Regions from separate parts of the Mus musculus genome. Here region 1 is linked to region 2. Evidence: chromatin contacts called from public HiChIP or PLAC-seq data. All regions are on one chromosome and are shown on one strand. Each heading gives the region's core, a stretch centred on a gene start, on an enhancer-like site or on the middle of the called end of the contact. The rest is flanking DNA. Distances are from core to core; before and after follow the strand shown.

Region 1 (6,126 bases), core at 2,948-5,447, 120 kb after region 2:
TAAGTGAATTTATCATAATCCTTTGCTGCACACAGTTGTAGGTCTGGAGATTTATTTATTTTTATTTTTAAAAATAAATATGATCACATCACTTTCTTCTCTCCCTTTCCTCCCTCTAACCCCACCCAGGTATCCCCCTCTCAAATTCATGGCCTCTGGCCTCCTTTTAATTATGTATGTATGTATGTATGTATGTATGTATGTATGTATGTATGTATATATGTATGCATGCATGCATATGTGTGTATGAAGATATATATACATATACATACATATATACATACATATATACATATGAGTGATCTACCTCAATATGTATACTAATGTTTTGTTTTTAAGCAAAGCTATCCATTTATATCAATGTCCCAATAGGAAAAACCTTAAATATATCCTCACAAAAGTGAAGTTGTCTGGGTGAGCTCTCGCAAGGATGGCTTGTCCTTGTTAAAATGTTTATTTTGTAGGACATTTTCTAGAAGGGAAAAAGGGGGATACGGAGAGGAAGGATGGGAGGAAGGAAGGAAGGAAGGAAGGAAGGAAGGAAGGAAGGCAGGGCAGGCAGGCAGGCAGGCAGGCAGGCAGGCAGGCAGGCAGGCCAGCTTGCAGTAGAGAAAGCTCCCTCTCCCTCTGGGAAACAGGGCAGAAGTAGCAGATCTGGCCATCAGAGAACAAAGGGCCAAACAGTGAACCTGAGATGGTGAAATAAAATGTAACATCAACAAAGAGAGGGCCATAGATAAATAGTAAAAGGACCAACTTGCCACAAAAAACCCATTGACATTTTTCCAGAGTCCAGGCAAAGTGCTGGTGACCCGTTAATGTTGGAATGTTTTCCTAGGGTTAAAAGGAGAGCATGCAGCAAGCCTGTTCAGAATTTACAAAGTGTTTGAATAACATGGACCATGTTTTGATAACACATTTTTAGTGAGGGTGAAAATAATAGAATTTATTGGGGCATTTATATGGGCCCCCTTGGTTGTCTGGGGGATGGGGAGTGGATGGGCTCTAACCTATATATCATTGCACTGATCTATAATTCTCCTTTGAAATTTATTTATGCCACGTGCACGTGCGCGCGCGCGCGCGTGTGTGTGTGTGTGTGTGTGAGTGAGTGTGTGTGTATGTTACACATGATATTGCTGTGGTCCCCAAAGCCTCTTAGTTTTACTTTTAACAAATTCAAGCATTGCTATGGGTTACCTATAAGAAGAAAAGACAAGAGACCACAGGCCAAGATGGTATCATCACCAAGATGTGATCTGGTGGTACAAAGTTGGTATTGTTTGGAACAAGTGCAAGGTCTTTAATATGCTCACACCTAGACTTGGCCTTGGCTTCCTTCAGCTTCCAGAGGTTCCTGCTTGCCCCATCTCAGGCTGCAAAGAGCTATTTGAATTAACCCAGCCACAGCTGGGGTCTGGTACTGCCAGGGATCTCCTCCCCACTGTTGATGTTTTTGTTCAATGTATCACTGTCCGTTAAGCCACGGAAAACCAGGCACCTTTCAATAAATGTCTCGCTTGGATTTCATGAAGCTTGGGGTGTAATTGAAATCAAACAGCATACAGCATGGAAGGTCCTGCTGTTTGTGCACCCAGGCTACAGGAGGTGCTGCCTGACATGTGCCCTCGCTTTGTTTTCTCTTCTTACTTCTGGAAAAGAGGTCTTGGATTTTAAAGTGTGCCTGAGACACCAGAAAACATTGATTTTTATCTCTCTTTCTCTATAAGTATTAATGAGCCAGGAAAAAAAAAAAAAGCCCATCCCAAGTAGAAAATCATAGATTTGTCCTCCACCGTGTTCCAGAACTTGGGACTAATGTAGTCCAGAAGTATCAGTAATAAAATGTAAGTTAATTAACATAAAATATTTGATTTTTTTGTCTCTATGAAGCTAGGAAAAATATGTTTAGTTGAAACGGTGCTTTTCACCATTTTAAAGGGAAAGTCTTCACGATCTGACAGTTACACTAATGCGTCCTAACAACACTAATGTTAACCCTAATAAACTTCCCATATCTCAAAAATCCCAGGTCCCAAAAGACTTTCCTAGCGCTCTTGTTTTTGATTCTTTTTGGATTTATCTTTATTTCTGTAAAATGTGTCAGAAATCGGATGAAAGTGTATTTACTGAGGTGGGGTTCCAGGAATCCGTTCAAATTCTAGTTACACAGATTGAATTACACCGAGTTAATAATTTGATGGCACTAGAAACGAACCTATGCGCCTTCCTTCATGAGCTTGCTCTAGGGGTAGGATAGAATGAACCCGATTCTGATGTGGTTAGGGAGACAGCTGGTCTGAGTTACTTGCGCCAGAGTGGGTCTGAACGGTGCCCGTTGCCTGTGTGGCACTGTGCCACGCCAGCGTTTCCCCGGTCTCTTCAAAGTATTTTGAAGGGACCTTACTTCTGGCTGTGTTATAATACAAAACTGACATATAACTTCAGTCACCCCATCTGCAGATAACGTGAGATTCAGTCTCACACCTACATCTCCCTCAGACATCCTGCAGCTCAGGGCCAGGCTAACGAAGACTCCAGGTTGAGTCCCCAGCGCAGTGAGGCCCTTTTCTTGGAACTCGCATCCCCCTTGTGGAATCCTCACGTTCAATATCTCGCACCCTTTGAGGGGAATAAAAATTAATCCCAAAGGCTTCGCTGCATCAAAACAAAACAAAAACATGCGGGACGGAGCCCGAGACCAAATCGGAGCTGGGATCTCTGGACTGATCGCGCAGGATGTCAGCCCGAGTTCTCTGAGCCAAAATTGACAAGGTTGTTGTTCCAAAACACTTGAAAAGCTTTGCGAGCGCCCAAGACCCACTACGCTATTCTATCAAAACCCCACACAGCATCCAAGTCCATGAAGGATCGCTCCACTCCCTAACACGGGCGTGCCCACGTTCGTGATTCGCGGGGTTTGGACCCAGGTTGGAAAGCTTCGCGCGGATCTGCTGCTGGCGTCTGAGCGCTTAGCAGATCCCGCGGCCACCTCATCTGTTCTCGGCAAAAGTTTCCCGTGTGATCGCATTGGGTTGGGGGAAGCAGAGTCCCTACATCTCGACCGGAAAATGCGCTCCTGGAGCGACTACTGCAGGCGTCCGTAATTGCTTATTAGAGGAGAATGTACAGGCTTCTCATCGTCAACGAAACGTGTTCCCCCTTCTGTAATAATAAAACAATAAAATATGACGGCCCCGTCCTTGACTGTTTGCGGAAACGCAGGGGGGAAAAACAGGCAGCTGGAGCAAAGGAGCTTAATTCAATATCAAACTGATTATTTCACTAATTATTCTGCCTTCTGTATTGTGCCGCAGAGAGGCGCAGGGAATCTTAACTGCACAGCTGCTAGGGAACCTTTGTGTCTTAGTGTCAGTCCCCACCAAAGATGTTGGCGAAAGCGGGGGCTGGGGGAGGTAGGAAACATCCAGTGTTTAGAAAAAACCGAGCAGAGGGAATTCTGAGTAATGAAAGTGACGGCCTCGGGGAAGCCGGTGTTTTAGCGCGGTTGTAATACTGAGTGTTTGGTTCGTCCGGTCAGGCTCATGTTGGGTCTTCAGAAGCCCACTTCAGAAGCTAGAAGCTGGAGTCTCTGATTCAGACGCGGAATCCTTTTGCCATCTCTGGAATCCCAAAAACTGAACGCGAGGTTTCTCTCCACCAAGTCTTTACGCTAAAAGATGGGACAGGACAAAAAGCGGTTCCTGTGTGCTGAAGGCCAGGAAGTCAGAAGGAGGGTGTGCGCAGAGACTTCGGGTCGCTCTCCAGCCCTCCCCTAGATTTGCACCCCCGGGGACCTGAGCCTTCCTGCGAGCAGGGAGCTTGTAAAGACGCCTTCACGGGCCTCTGGGACCTGCCAAACTAGACCCGAACTCAGGAATGATTCCTATGCCGTGGGTAGACCATGTTCGCAGACTTCAAACCCGTTTCTCCGGCGCCATAGAGCCACCGGGTACACCAGGATTGATTCTCAGTGGGATATAGTTCTCCCAAAGACGCTTAAAGAAACACCAAACCAGCAATAACAGCCAAATAAGCTAAGAGAAAATGAAACTCGCAGGCGACCCGATCCAATTAATAAATACTTAATTGAATTAGTGTCACCTCTAACAGCCAATAGCAAAGTCCCCTAGCCATGGGGCTGCGAAGCCCCTCCCTGGCCGCACATATATAAGCAGCCAACCACCGCTCACAAGTTTCCAAGCGGTCAAGTATGCCTAGAGTTTAGCAGAGCCAGCCGAGAGGAAATGGCTGGTTGCTAAATGGGAACTCAGAGCTAAGTCCTCTTCTTCCTTAGTGTGAGTGTAGGGGTCCTGAGAGGTTAGACAAGGAGGGAAGGAAGAAAAGAAGGAAGGAAGGAAGGAAGGAAGGAAGGAAGGAAGGAAGGAAGGAAGGAAGGAAGGAGAGAGACACCTACAACCCGGGGTTTGTTTTCTTGCGGAAGGAAAGGGGCACCTACAATCCCGAGTTTGTTCCCTTGAGGGAAGGACGCTAAATTGGGCGCGCGCTGAAGCCGCCCCGCAGGTCCGCAGGTGGGTAGCCTAGGCGAGGGAGGAAGGGGACATTACCTTCCCCTCGGAAGAGGGCGCTGGCTCCCCCAACTGGCCTTTATAACCAGGCCGCGGGAGGCGAGGAGGCAGCCGGTTGCCGTCTGCGATTCGCTAAAGCATGCAGTTGGGAGAGCAGCTCCTGGTGAGCTCGGTGAACCTGCCCGGCGCGCACTTCTACTCGCTGGAGAGTGCTCGCGGAGGAGGAGGAGGAGGAGGCGGAGGAGGAGGGGGAGGCGGAGGGAGCGTCAGCCTCCTCCCCGGTGCTGCCCCCTCGCCCCAGAGGCTGGACTTAGACAAAGCGTCCAAGAAGTTTCCGGGCAGTCTCCCGTGCCAGGCGGGGAGCGCAGAACCCGCAGGCGCCGGCGCGGGGGCCCCCGCGGCCATGCTCAGTGACGCGGACGCTGGGGACACCTTCGGGAGCACCTCGGCGGTGGCCAAGCCCGGGCCCCCGGACGGCCGCAAGGGCTCCCCGTGCGCGGAGGAGGAGCTGCCCTCCGCCGCCACCGCCGCGGCCACCGCGCGCTACTCCATGGACAGCCTGAGCTCCGAGCGCTACTACCTCCCGTCGCCGGGACCGCAGGGCTCCGAGCTCGCCGCGCCCTGCTCGCTCTTCCAGTACCCGGCGGCGGCCGGAGCAGCCCACGGACCCGTGTACCCCGCGTCCAATGGCGCGCGCTACCCCTACGGCTCCATGCTGCCCCCCGGTGGATTCCCCGCCGCCGTGTGCCCGCCCGCGAGGGCGCAGTTCGGCCCCGCTGCGGGTTCGGGGAGCGGCGCTGGTAGCAGCGGCGGTGGTGCCGGCGGTCCTGGCGCCTATCCCTACGGCCAGGGTTCTCCGCTCTACGGGCCATACGCCGGAACCTCAGCGGCCGGGTCTTGTGGAGGATTGGGGGGCCTAGGGGTGCCTGGCTCCGGCTTCCGCGCCCACGTCTACCTGTGCAACCGGCCCCTATGGCTCAAATTCCACCGGCACCAAACTGAGATGATCATCACCAAACAGGGCAGGTGAGTGCAGGGTGGAGGGACCCCAGGCGCCTGGTTGTCCGCACACTGCGGGCTCTGCTTAGGGTGTTTAAGTGGTACATCATATCTCCAAAGTCGTGTCCCTTACTTCCTAAGGCACACCTGTAGCTTGGGCTCCGAGCCCACGTTACTCTCCTCTCTAGTCACCTTCACCGGGATTGACTGGGAGGAGGAGGAGGCGGAGATGGAAATTTGGGAATGAACCCTTGAGGGCAGATCTACGTGACCCGCTGGCTCCTGGGTTTGCAGCAGGCGATTTGTGGGCTGCATAGCGAAAGAGGGCTAGCTGGAGCTGGCTGCGGCCTGCGCACAAGTGTTTGAAAAGAAGCTTTTTAAAGCTCCTTGGTTTGGTGGGGCTCTTCTGTAAGAAGAGCAGAAAGAAGTCGGTTTGAGCTGGTGACTAGGTAGACAGTTTTTGGAGCCAGATGTTTGGGGGAGGGGGCTCTGCTTGCGGGGAAGGGACCAGAAAGTTCAGGCACACCTTCAAATTGTCATCAGCTACTTCTTGAGGAAGTGAGGAGTGGATATTGGGAGACAGGGACCCAAAGAGGGC
Region 2 (5,754 bases), core at 17-2,516:
AAGTAAATAAATAAAAACAAAATTTAAGATAGTATATTTGATCAGTTTTTTTTTTCCTTCAAGAGTTCCTCCATTGGCTTTGCTATTTTCTGAGAACATTATTTCTGTGTCTATCAGTATATAAAGTTGCCTTCCTCCTTAAGTTTATAGCAGAGCTCTACATTTTGCTACTTTTATATTGAGAAAGATACCTCTTCAGCTCCATCGTAGTGCATAATTCATAGTAGGAGGCCCCCTTTCCCTGAAAGCTACATCCATAGTCACCCTCCATGTGACATTCTGATTATATGCTTATATCATTTTTATTGATTTTGTCATGTCTATTCATTTATCCTGAACACATATTTTCACTAATTTATAGACGTAGAAGAAATTTTATAGGTACTTTGCTTTGGCTTCTTCATCACGAAGTATTTTCATTCTCTTTTGACAGAAGAGGAGCTTTGAAACGGGGCCTGGTGATATAATCTGAACTGGCCTAGGATTTACTCTGTAGCCAAGAATGCCTCCATGTTCCACCTCCCAAGTGCTGGGTTTACACTTGTGAACCACCATGGCCTGCCTCACATAATACCTTCAGCCACAGGATTTTTTTCAGATGTGCAGCATAGGGTTGGAAGATCCTGAAGGGGGAAGAGTAGAAGATGGAGCAGCCAGGGTTAAGTGGATGCTGTGGGGACACAGAGCGATATGGAGAAGTAAAAAAGAGAAACATCCTTTGCTTGTCTCTTAGATCTTGCAGTTGGACTTGACCTGGATACCCAACTATCTGCATAAGGAGACTGGAGCAGGAGATTCCTAGCAAACAGTCTATGGAGTTGAGTTCTTGAGCATCTTACCACCTGTCTTTTACTTAATCTGCTTTGCTTACATAAAGCCAGGAGTGCTGCGTTCATCTGCAGCCCCAGCATCTGGGAGGCAGGCAGAGACTCTGACAGGATGCCGGCATCTCAAGAGAATGGCCAAAAAGAAGAATCAACCCAGTAAAGTCTGAAAAGAAATTGAAAATGAAGATTTTACTGTTCTTCTGATTTCTCCTAAATCTGGTTTTTGCTTCACACTGCCCCCCACAGAAACCCTTCCTCCCACCGGCTTTTGTGAAGTGTCATGTATTCTTTTTACTAAACTGGAATTGAGATTCAAAGAAGCCTTTGATTTCAAAATTGAGAGGTTTCGGTTTGGTTTCATATTTAGGTTTGGTGGGTTATAGGAACTCAGAACAAAATGAAAGCCCTAGAGAGCTCCAGCCTCCATGTTCAGGACAGACAGGAGTGGCAGTCCTAGTTGCTCTAAATGAGAGTTACATAACCTGACTTACCTGCACGTGGGTGACGTCAGTGTCATGCCCTGACTTTAATAGAAACAAAAGAACAAGGGGGAAGAAGTTGTCATCTTCTCATGTAAGAGCTTCAGAAAGTCACTCCTAAAGAGACACTGGAGTTGGTAGGTATTGGCAGCTCTAGATAGAAATTACCAAGAACAAGATAAATACAAACCATGGACAGGGAGCTGGTGCCTCAACAGCCAGAATGCTATGGCAGCAGGCAATGTCCAAGCGGGAACCAAACCCTGAATCGGCCCACAGTCTTCCTTGACTTTATGTAGCTGCACTGGAAAGGGCTAGTGTCTGTTAAAACAAGGAGCTTGCTCAGTGATACCCACCTGATTTCTCTAAAAAGACGGCTTGACATCCCCGAGCAACGTCCTCAGGAGCCTCTAATGGCATCACTATCATGAACAGAATGGAACAGACTGATCGACTGAAGCCCAAACGCGGCTGGTCAGAGCAACCACAGACAAAAGGAGATGCAGGAAAACACCAACCGAGATGTGACCTGAAACACCACCGATCCTAAACACACAGAAAGCCCAGCCCACGGAACTAAACGTGTACAATCAACAAGGAGCTAAAGTCATACATGGTCAGACATTAAAGAGAAAAAGAATGTAAGAGGAGAGCTCAGATCTGCAGGCACATAAAACATTTTCACTGACTAGGAGTTGATGTTTCATAACGGGACTTTTCTTTTGAGAAAAGGTCTCATGTACCCCAGGCTAGTCTCCCATTTGCTATGTAACCAAGGCTAACCTTGAACTTTTAAAAAATTAATTCATTTATTTTTATTTTATATACACTGGTGTTCTCCCTGCACATAGATCTGTGTGAGGGCGTCAGAGCCCCCTGGAACTGGAGTATAGATAGCTGTGAGCTGCCATGTGGGCACTGGGGATTGAACCCAGGTCCTTTGGAAGAACAGCCACTTAACCACTTAACCATCCACCTTAACCTCTGAGCCATCTCTCCAGCTCCCTGAACTGCTATTCCTCCCTCATCCACACACAACCATGCCCAGTTTTATTTGGTACTGAGGAAGGAGCCAGGAATTCCTGCACACTAGGGAAGTATGACCCAATGTGAGCCACATCCCCAGTCAGTGGGACATTTCTATTTATAACCATACACATAGAATGAGTGGTACGTAATCTGAGTTACATGTGCATTGCTATGTTCTTAATCTCGGGAAGTTTTACATACCACTAAGCCGAGCAGAAAGGGAGAGCCATTCTAAATTGTGTATATAGTATATATACGACATATATACACTATATGTGCGCATATGTTTATACATTGTCTATATGTACATATGTGCACCTATACACATACATGGATATATAGTAACTTAAAGATGAAATGCAGGGAAATACGAGCTGGGGAGCTCGGAATCAGAGACTCAGTTGTCCTGCCTTCTGTCCCCATCTATCGGGTCCTGAAACCGCTCCACACCATTCACCTCCCCTGCCCAGCCACTCCAGGGAAGCCATCACTCCGAGGCAGTCCTCTTCCCTTTCTGAATGGTTCTGACTGTGAAGAGGGCTGATAGCTCAGGTGGGAAAGCATTTTCCCTGCAAACACGAAGACCTGAGGTGGATCCTTAGAACGCGTGTGAAAGTCAGGAGCTGCGGTGCACACTGGGGCTCGGCTCTCTGGCCAATCAGCCTCACCTAACCAGAGTCCTAGGTCCCAATCAAGAGCTTGTCTCAAAAAGGAAGGTGGGTGGCTCTGGAGGAATGACTGCTAAACTTGCCCTCTTGCCTTTGTGCCTGCATGCACAGGCACATGTGTGTATACACACACGCGCGCACACACACACACACACACACACACACACACACTATACTTCAGAATCTGACAGGTGACCAAATAAAACAGGCAACCACAGATCAAAACCAAACTGCCGGCTGGCTCTGCTGCTTCTCAGCTGTATGGACTTGGGGAAGCTACTTACTTATCTGGGCCTCCACTTCCTCCCTTATAAATGGTAACTACAGTCCCATATGAGCTCTGGCCTTTGAGACATCAGAATAGAGGTTAAGTGCTGGGGACCATGGACACCGATCCTGTACATTTCTTATTGTGTCGTTAGTCTCTCCTCATCTGCATGGACTTCCAGTTTGCCACTGCCAATCTTCCAGTGCCAATCTTACCCGACATCTCGCCATCTTGGCCGACGCCCTCTACCCCCAGGAAGCCACAGGTATGTAACATCAGACCCCTCTTAATCCCTCAGTCCTTTGGGACACAGAGTGCATCTGTCTGTGGGTTTGTCCATCCTGAGGAGGAGGAGGAAGAGAAGGAGGAGGAAGACGAGAAGGAAGAGGAGGAAGAAGAGGAGGAGGAAGAGGAGGAGGAAGAGAAGGAGGACAAAGAGGAGGAAGACAAAGAGGAGGAGGAGGTGGTGGTAGACCTAGGCCCACCTGAAAACTTGACCACACTTTTTTCTTCTTGTTTCATTTTTTGTTTTTTGAGACAGGGTGTCTCTGTGTACTGGATTTGACTTGTAGACCAGGCTGACCTTGAACCCACAGAGATCCACCTGCCTCTGTCTTCTGAGTGCTATGATTAAAGGCCTATGCCACTACCCTGGCTCTTGACACTACTTCCTCCTATGATATCCTTTCTTTCTTGGGGAGATTATGCCCAACACTACAAGCTGGTTATTAAAAGAACAAGGGGAGAGCCAGAGGGGTGACTCAGAGGCCAAACCGCTTACTGCTGGCTCTGTTAACCTTAGTTCAATCCCCAGGAACCACAAGAGTGGATGGAGAGAACTTGCCCTGCCAGCTGTCCTCTGACCTTCATACATGACTCTGGGTGTGTGCACCCCACCGCACACTAAATAAATGGAATTTAAAACTAAAAGAGGAAATTGTGAGTAACAAGAAGTAAAAGGAGAAAGATATCAGAACTGTGAGTTAAAGGGATTCAGCTCTATGTCAAAATTATCTTCTTTTTCTTCGTTTGTTTGTTTGTTTGTTTGTTTGTTTGTTTGAGGCAGGGTTTCTCTTCATGACAGTCCTGGCTGTCCTGAAACTTGCTTTGTAGACCAAGCTGGCCTCAAATTCAGAGAGATCTGCCTGCCTCTGCCTATGGATTTAAAGTGAGCACCAGGATTAAAGGCATGCACCACCACACCTGCAAAATTGTTTTCTTCATGGCTACTGCTATGCTCTGTCGTACTTGAGCTATGAGGTGTTTAAAGATGAAGGAGACTCAAGTCTTATCTCCTACCACTCAACTGCATCCAGCCCTGTCTACTCCCCCTTCCATTCTGTTTCCTGGACATTCAGAGACTATATTCTTGCATATTTTCTACCTGCCTTCCTGCTACGAATATACTGCTGTTCGGTCCCATCATGCCCTTACACATTCTGAAACATAAGGCTGACAGTGTCCTCTCACCTAAGACTTACACATAATCTTCAGGAGTCCAGGGAGAAGACTTAGTGGTTAAGAGCACTTGCTCTTTCAGAGGGCTGGTGTTGGATCCCCTGTACCCACGTGGCGGCTCACAACGTCCTCCCGTCCCAGGGGATCTGACATCCAAGGGCACCAGACACACACAGGGTGGTCAGATCTACACACATGCAAAATTCCCATACACAGAAGTTTTGCTTGTTTGAAAAAAAATATCTAGGATAAAATGTCAAACCCAGTGTAATGCTGAAAATGTCTATTTCCTTAATTCTGAAAACAATCTGTCGGGTATCTTTTATGATCTCAGCTTTGTAAATAAGTAAGTAAAGTTCCAGGATCTTAAACCATCACGACTAAAACCACAAATCTGGGGGAACCTGGATTCACATTGGCTTTCTTATCTCTAGGCCCATTTATTTTAATATTAATGAGATTAATGTTCTGGTTTCTTTAGTAAAGTTTTCATCTCAGAAAATGGAATGTTCTGGAATAAGACTACAGCTCCCCTCCCTATCATTATTAATATCACTGCAGAAAGTAGCAGCACCGTGGCCTGACTCACTCCTGTCACAGAGAAGGAAGGAGAAAAGAGAAGACACTCACCTGGGTGACCAAGCCTGTAAGTGAGCTGAGCCTTCGCTGCCCACTGGTGATAAAAGGCGAGCTTGGAGACAAGGTCTTCTGGCTCACTCGTAATGTTCCTGAGAAGAGCCAGCAGAAACCCTGGTCTTGTACATCCCCTATCAGCACACCGGAGCGAGGCAGACCCATCCACAGCAGACACACTGAAACCCTGTGGTGAGTATCCAAATGCCCCAGGCGACCTTGCATGTTTGAAAGTTTTCAAATCTGACAGTTGATCACGTCTGCAGAGCTCTATAGCTGAATGGCGGTTCACAGGCCAACCTCAGAAACACCAGCGTTGCTTATAACACTTCACCCATTTTCTTCCCCAAGTGGCTTCAGTAGCTAGTTGGACTTAATGTTTTCCTTCTTAC

What was found. HiChIP or PLAC-seq counts read pairs in DNA pulled down with a chosen protein or histone mark.
Region 1: a BATF HiChIP or PLAC-seq map of CD8 T cells shows a contact between it and region 2, with 13 read pairs. The contact joins the promoter of Eomes here to the enhancer-like site in region 2. A contact is called at or near these places in 3 of 39 promoter capture datasets (the 3T3-L1 cell line, cancer-associated fibroblasts and embryonic stem cells), 4 of 15 datasets of contacts at CTCF or cohesin (CD8 T cells, embryonic stem cells and pro-B cells), 51 of 484 Hi-C or Micro-C datasets (the 63-12 cell line, the C2C12 cell line, CD4 T cells and 20 more), 18 of 115 datasets of contacts at active chromatin or transcription factors (CD8 T cells, Th17 cells, effector CD8 T cells and 5 more) and 3 of 9 other capture datasets (adipose tissue, embryonic stem cells and liver).

Annotation. Positions count from the first base shown.
Region 1 is chr9:118,473,992-118,480,117 of GRCm38.p6, forward strand. Eomes (eomesodermin) reads left to right here and starts at 4,198. Exons shown (of 6, transcript NM_010136.3): 1 at 4,198-5,555. The coding sequence starts at 4,669. Gm33408 (a long non-coding RNA gene) reads right to left here and starts at 4,657. Exons shown (of 5, transcript XR_871338.1): 1 at 4,569-4,657.
Region 2 is chr9:118,360,040-118,365,793 of GRCm38.p6, forward strand. No RefSeq gene overlaps it. Among named protein-coding and RNA genes, the nearest start is that of Gm33088, 19 kb to the left of the region's middle. Within about 2 kb of position 1,267, at least 6 of the 459 cell types and tissues checked have an H3K27ac peak or open chromatin away from gene starts, as enhancers often do. A contact at or near this core is called in CD8 T cells and memory CD8 T cells, where this site is marked.